Regions from separate parts of the Rattus norvegicus genome. Here region 2 is linked to region 1. The links are chromatin contacts, called in public Hi-C maps. All regions are on one chromosome and are shown on one strand. The core of a region is the stretch at or near the end of the contact, and the rest is flanking DNA. Distances in the headings are between cores, read along the strand shown. Region 1 holds the start of Commd9 (COMM domain containing 9). Region 2 holds the start of Fjx1 (four-jointed box kinase 1).

What was found. Hi-C and Micro-C count contacts between places; a contact is called where the count stands out from the background.
Region 2: a Hi-C map of the A7r5 cell line shows a contact between it and region 1, with 4 times the contacts expected there. The contact joins the promoter of Fjx1 here to the promoter of Commd9 in region 1. A contact is called at or near these places in 11 of 12 Hi-C or Micro-C datasets (the A7r5 cell line, Schwann cells, frontal cortex and 6 more) and 1 of 1 datasets of contacts at active chromatin or transcription factors (oligodendrocytes).

Annotation. Positions count from the first base shown.
Region 1 is chr3:108,628,850-108,632,498 of GRCr8, forward strand. It overlaps Commd9 (COMM domain containing 9), which reads left to right and starts at 2,144. Exons shown (of 6, transcript NM_001033692.1): 1 at 2,144-2,200. The coding sequence starts at 2,150.
Region 2 is chr3:109,229,025-109,232,823 of GRCr8, forward strand. Fjx1 (four-jointed box kinase 1) reads right to left here and starts at 2,300. Exons shown (of 1, transcript NM_001108955.1): 1 at 199-2,300. The coding sequence starts at 2,163. The coding sequence ends at 814.

The sequences.
Region 1 (3,649 bases), core at 894-3,393:
AGGGGGAAGCATGGGTCATCACCCCAAAATGATCTACTGCTTACAAGTCATTTCCAATACATGCTAAATCTCCAGTGTCCCTCTCCCCTTCCCTTATCACCTTTAGAGTCAGAGAGAACCGTGGTCATCTTTCCACAATGCTTGGTTTTCACAGACACCAAGCTCCTATCCGATTTTCTGACTTACAGTATTCTGTGGCTAGCTTCCACACTTCCTATGAGTCCCCACCCCAATCTTTTGAAACTGATCAGTGGGGGTGTTTCAAACCTAAGTAATTGTGATGGTTGGTTTTCAGATGTCAAGGTGCTGCAATCTAAAACCATGTGAGATGGGAGTCTCAACGGAGGGATTACAGGCCGGGCCTGTGTGTGAATCTCTAGGAGATTGTCTTGGATGTCGATTGAGATGGAAAGACCCACTCTGAATGTGGGCAGCACCATTTCCTGGGCCCAGCACTGCTATGTGTAAGAGTGAAGAAGTCTAGCTAAGCGTAGGCACCAAGCTAGTGGCAATGGGTGTGTTTGGTTTTCTCCCTGCTCCTGACTGGGCCTGTGGTGTGACCACAGTCTCAAGCTTCTGCCTCGAGGACAGACTGGTATTTGGAACCCTTTCCCCCTGTATCGTTTTCTGTTGGGGTAACAATCACAGCAACAGAGAGGAAACCAGAAGGAAATGTGCTCTGCTGTTCTTACATTTTGATTGCTTGCCTTAAGAAATAATTGAAGCCCATGAGAGTTTAACAATGTAAGTGTATCTATGAATAAAAAACTCTGTCAAGATCCACTTTTCACTGAAATGAGTAAATGAAACAAATGAATCTACTCAAAGTAAACTTTAAGTTTGGTGTGTTGGTAGGTCTATAACAAGCATGCCTCCCCTTGTTCCTACACAGCTGCTCAGCTTCCAAGTTTAGAACATTTGGAAGCATTTTTGTTGACCTTTATCAGGTTGATATCTCGCGCAGTCCACGTATCTCCAGTCAAGCTCTGAGCACTTACAGTTCTCTGACTAATGGTTGTAAGTTTAGTTAGCAACATCTGGAGCACTGGTGGTGGAGAAATCTGAGGTAATATTTGCAGCAGCTACTGAAGCTGCCCTCACGGAACAGCATGCATCAGGCTGGCCTATACCCTTAGCACATCCACCTTTCGCTGGTAACCCTCCATCAGGTTGTGTTTATTCAAGGAAGAATCATGTCTTTAAAGTCAGGTAGCTCGGAAAGCCCGGCTCCTTCCTCCACAGGTTTCTGTTTCTTTCTTAGTTCTGGAAGCCTGTTCTCGAAGTTGGGAGTCACTGCCCATCTTGCAGTTGCAAGGTTTCAGTTAAGCCTTTGACCCAGTCACTGCCAATTTCAGACTCTCTGAAGGCCAGAAGGTCTGCCTCTGAGGAAGGAGCTGTTGGCAGGCTTCACTTCCTTACTATGTGACCCTTGACACTGATTCCCAGAGCAAGAGACTCAAGAGAAAAAGTGCAGACCAAGGTGCACAGTGCTGAGATAGGTAAAATCTTCACATGCCCTCCTCCTTTCTAACCCCTTTCCTAATCAGCTGCTCTTCAAACCGGATCTCTCTGGGACCATGGGGAAGTTACTAAGAACCCTAAGTGACATAGCTTGACTGTCTGGATAAGGCTAGTTATAATGGCAAGCCCCTACTTCTCCACGAACAGAAAAGAAACTATAAGCCTTGAAGCATTGTGGTTTTTAGGGTGTACTGCAGGCATGTGAGCATACATGTGTGTGTGTGAATTCCAAGAATTCAAATAGGCACAGCTTCATTTAAATCCAGATGGTGAGTAGGCCTATCACTTCTGGGCATCTAAGTTGCCAAGGTGCCTGCCAAGCCTGCAGGTGCATTCCCTAGATCAACGAGCCCACCCAGAAGGGCAAAGGCAAAACCAGTTTCCCTGACCTAGGCAGTCCAGCAAGTTGTTCTCTGGAAATCATCCTATATCTGAGTTCTCCCGGCATCTTGGCACTCTGGTCTTTGAGTTTAGCTATGCAGGAGTGAGACTTCCTGGTTCTCTGCATACCCTAATACTCCTTCGCCATTCCCGCCAGCCACAGTGAAGAACTACAACTCCCAGAATGTCCTGCTAGGGGTCACGCGGCACGCTCCGCTTGCTCCTGCTATCACATGACTCCCGAAAGATGGCGGCCTTGACATCAGAGCATTTCGTGGCGCTCCAGAGCCTGCTGAAGGTATCTTGAAGGGGTGGGGATGCGTGCAGCGACAGCTTTAGTATCTGGGACTTGGTGCAAAACAAGAATTGGGAGCAAACAGGCCCTGGCATGGAACACTGTTCCACTCCCACCCTATTTCCCGCGCGCCAGTGCTTGTCTGTGTGACCCTGAGAAAATCGCACAGCCTTTCTGAGCTTTTAAGCTGGAGCAACAAAATTAATCACGCCCTGATATTAAGGTGGAAGTAAAAATCAGATAGTCGATGTAAATGCACCCAAGAATTAGTGACCAGGAGTGTTTTTTCGGATTGGAGCATTTGGGTGACAGCCACCAGTTCCCTATTTAATTCCAGCTTACGCACGCTTTACCAGGAAATTCTCTACCTCTTGTCACTCTAGTACTTATAGGGACGTCGTAAAGTTTGAGTTACTCCGTAGAAGGGTGGCTTTGCTTTCCCTCTTAAAACTTATTACTAGCTAACACCATGGATCTCTTTGTATTCTCTTCTGAGGAACCTGACTTCTGTTTCTTTGTGTTTTCCTTTCTTCTTTCCTCTCCAGTTGACGATCAGAAATTATCCTCGTGACACTATCATTATCAGCCACACCTATAATGCCCTCTCCAGTCTACATCTCTCTAGTATGCGTTTGCTCAGTCCACTCCTGAACGCTTTGACTTCGTTGTTCACACGAGTGTGCCAACAAGAACACCTGGCACCCAGTATGTGCTGAGGAAATAGCTATGAAGTGTCTTAGTGTAACAGAACTGTGACTAGAAACCAAGAGTTTTCATTATCAGTTTCCCCCTTCATTGTGGTTGATTTGAGTTGTTCCTTCTCCATGCCTGCTTGTCTTGGGACATTTTGTTTTCTTTGATAAGCCCTTCAAAAACATAATATATAACATAAATACTGAGAAAGCAGAAATCATGAGTGCTTCTCTGGGTGACTGCACACTCACGTAGCCAACACCAGATCACAAACTGAGACACCAGTACCCCCAGCAGCTCCATGGTTACTTCTCCACGGGCCTTTCCATCACTGTATTGCTTTGGACACGGTATAATACTCAATTCCTGACCTCCACAAAAATGGAACACTTCATATCCTTGTTCACGCCTGGCTTCCAGTCATGACTGTAGCTGTACCTCACTTTCATTGCGCTATTGTTTAAATAAGCTTTATTGAAAGCTAACTAGAATGTTTCCTGTAGTTGTGAGAAATAGCGCAGAGAGATGCCGTTTACCTTTTGCCCCATGTCGCCCAATGGTAACTTCCTGAAAGTCTACTGAACAGTATCACAGTTGGGGTATTTACATTGATCCAGTCAAGCTCCAGGACATGTCTATCAGGGTAAGACCCCCTGAGTTGACGTCTTGCAGCCGAGCTCATTTGCAGTCAGCCTCCAGACCTCCTTGACACTTCAGCATTCTTCTGTCATGAGTTTTCATTTCCAGAGCTTTGTAAAT
Region 2 (3,799 bases), core at 1,050-3,549, 600 kb after region 1:
TTAGTCTATTTACACCACGATTTATGCACATATATACACAGAAGGCAAATTCTGTCAAATAAAAAAGTTTTCTTACTAAAAAATTAAAATTAAAAAAAGTAAAGTGCATGAAACTGATTTTTTTCTTTCTTCTGGTGAACATCATCATTGTCAATTTTGGTCAATTGGGAGATGCGGGAAGAAATTCATTATTGACTCTGCTTATAACTAGTTCCGAATTCATAGCCTTCAGGCTAAAATGACAGGGGTTCAGGAATGGGTCAGACAAACTGTCAGGGTCTGTAGGGCTCCCAGGGGCGGGGAAGTCTTGCTCTCTTTGTCCTATCCAGAGCTGTCCCTCAGCTTGGAACAGTTATCTCACCATCGTGCGCTGGAACAAAGAGAGAACACAGGAAGGGGGCTCCACCAGCCCTTGTCACAGCCTGCTCTGGGGCCACCGGCGCTGTGTTTAGTAGGAAATAGAGGAATTAGCTCAAACGGAAGTTTTCCTTTTTTGGGGAGGGGGGGGGGCAAGAATGGACTGCATCTCCCAAAGAGACTGCCATTCAGGGGCCAAACCCCAGCAGCCAGTTTCTTCGGATCCAATCTCCACACAAGCACAGATTCCTTTTTATAAGCTAGGTGGAGGGAATGTTACACTTCTTGCCTCGGTGAGTTTGCCCTTCCAGAACTTGGAAAGGAAACAGCCTGGCATGAAAAGAAAGGGGCAAGTGGGTAACACACAAGTTTTTAGACAGCTTGGTATTCAGACCACTGGGTGGGCGTTGGCCGGTTGGTCATAGCCCGTGGCAGAGAAGACAGCCCTAACCCGCATCATTCATAACCCAGTCCCTCTCTTCCTCGGAGTGTTATTAAGTCCCCGGGTCGGCGGCCGTACTTGGCCTTACAGTGCAAAATGTGTTTGGCGAGGAAGTCAAGGCGGCGCTGTAGCAGCTGAGCGTGGGGGTCTGCGAGCTCCGCCAGCTCTGGGAAACGCGGTTCGTGGCGACTGTAGAGGCGCAGGAGCCGGGCTGCCGCGTCCTGACCCCGGTGCAGCTCCAAGACGCGCCTAGCAGTCCGCTCTCGGAATACACACACCGACTGTAGCAGCGGTTCGTTATACTTGTCCCACATGCCGGCTACCCGGTACCCGTGCACCAGGCCCGCCTCATTGTCCAGAAAGACCAACGCCCCTCCTGGTCCTCGGTGCAGGTTGCTTGTAGCGCGGTGCATAACGCGTGGGTCCCACTGTAAGCTGAAGAGGTTGCTTACAAGCCGGTCGAAGTTGGCTGTCAGGTAATCGAAGAGGATCAGATCGGTCCATTGTACCAGGTCCACCAGCTCCGCCTGGCTGAGGTTGGTCAGCTCGCCCCCGGCGTCGCGCAGGGGCCGCAGACGGCCGTCCTCTGATCGCCAGGGCTCGGGCACCACCACGTCGGTGAGGTTAGGCAGCCAGCGCGTCAGGCTCACCACGCTGCCCTCGGTCCAGTGCGCCGTGCGCAGCTCCTCCTGCACCTGCACCCACTGCGCGCCCCGAGCCTCCACCCGAGCCAGTGCCAGCGGCGGCACGTGGCGCTGGAGGCCCAGCAGGCGCGCAAGGTAGTAGGACAGGGCCTCGCCCTGTATCTGCTCTGGGTTGATGCCGTAGCGTACACAGGCACGGGTGCCGTCGGCAAAGCGGGCTAGGCGGTTGGAACTGCGTCCACAGCCCCCGCGATCCAGAGCCACCACCCGAGCTCCCCGTGCCACCTCCAGCCAAGCTGCTGCTTGGGCTTCGGAAAAGCCCCGGGGCACCTGCTCCTCCAGGCCGCGGCTCCAAAACACGCCCCCGTGCACTGCCGTGTGCTCCGCTGGCCAGGACAGCCCGGAGGGCACGTGCCGCCCGCGATCGTCCGGGTGCCTCCCAGGCGGGTTATCCGCGCCGGCCGCCAGGGTGAGCAGCGCCCGGAAAGTTTTCAGGGAGCCGCCGCGGGCGTCCCACACTAGGGGCGGGGGCAGAGGGAATCGCGGCTCGGGCGCGGGGCCGCCACTCTGGATCGGATGCCGAGGGAGTCGATCTTCCGGCGGCCGGGAGGCTGGCAGCTCGGTCCGTGGTGGCAGGAGCCCTCCCCACAGCGTTAGCAGCGAGCCCAAAGCCAGCAGCCAGAGCCCCGCGGCGGCGGCGCCCCGCATCTTCCGCCCCATGCTCCTGCCGGCGCGCCGGTGCCACCGCCGCCGCTTCAAGCCAAGCCCGGGCGCCCGGGTGCGGGCGGCGAGGCGGGCCCGGCTGCTGGCTGGCTCCCGGGCTTCGGGTGCCGGAGCCCCATCGCGGCCGCGGAGCGCTGCGGGGCTCTGACCAGCGCTCTGCCCCGGCGCTGGGAACTCGCCTCGCCGTGGCTTCCCAGCTGCTTTTGTATTTCGCTGTGAGACCCTCCGGCGGGCGCGATTCACAGGCGCCCGGACCACGTGGGAGCAAGGGGGATCCCCCTCCCCCTCCTCTGCCTCCTCTCCCCGCCCCCACTCCCCCGCCCCTTCCCTTCCTCTTCCCCTTAAAGCGGCAACCGATCCTTCCAGGAGCGAAAGGTGGCCCCACTCTCTGTCCCGGACTTCGGGACAGGGAGGAAGCCGGACTGGCGGCGTCCATGCGGGGGCGTCGGAGCGGGAGGGGGCCGAGGAGGGGCAGAGACCAAATATAGGGCTTGGCGGTAGCGGCGTGTCCGGTGCTCTTGTGGGAGTGGGATGATCCCCTAGTACCCTCGTTTGGACTGTGTCTGATCCGAAAACTTCAGGCAGACTTCCACCGCAGTACAGGAAAGGGTCAGGGTGGGTCCTTTTGCAACTTCACTTGCTGTGATTCACGCTGGCTTATGTAAATTCTCGGGAATGTCCGGAGCCCTAGAGGATGTGACTCCAGAGGGGAGAGGAACCATCAATGACTTTGAACCCACAACCCCTCTCCAGAGCAAGCTCTCCAGTATGGATCATTGCAGTCTTGAGAGCCATGTGGTTGACTTTTGTGACTTTTCTTAGGGATGCTGTGCAAGTTGGATATTCAAGTCAGGTCTCCTGGTCTCATGCCACTTGGTTTTCCCTTTTTAAAGAATGTTCAATATGTAGGAATAGCGATATAAAGACAGATATAAACATTTATTGCCAACATTCTCAACTTGTTTTTTAGTTGTCATTTAGTCACCTTTTCCCCAATTATAATTTTCACCCAAACAAGGGAAAATAAACAACAATCGTTTTTACTAGTTTAGTGTAAAGGAGAAAAAGTGGGAAGGGGACAGTGAAGAAAAACCAAACCAACACAACATAAAAACCGATGCATCTTCCTCCAGACTTTCTTGGTTTAATCTACCAGAAAAGTCACTGGCAAACAAACTAGCTCTTTTCTTTCCTTTCTTGTATCCCATATCCAAAATCAGAGATTCTTAGTCATAAGTTCAGGGCTGTGAGGGTTCAGTTGTCCCGAGAGCCAGATCTGGCACGCCAGGGAACTGTCCCAGGACCTGTGCATACTCCCAGGTTCTCTAAAGGCTACTCCCACAGCCCTATAGCCAGAGCTTAAAATCGGCTTCTTTCACATTGTGGGTCTTTTCCTCTCCTTATATCCCTCTACTCAGTACACATGAGAGGTTTCAGCTGCCATACTGTGTATATTTATCCTGGAGTTATAGGGTAGACAATGTAATGTTTCTAACAGAGTAGAAACATTAACCCTCTAAAACATAGCTGGCCCAGCCCTGACCCAACACATACACCTTCATGGGTTTCTTCCCCACGGGTGCTCTGTGTGCTGCGTGAAGTGTGGGGTCTTTCTTGAATGTGTTCCCAACCA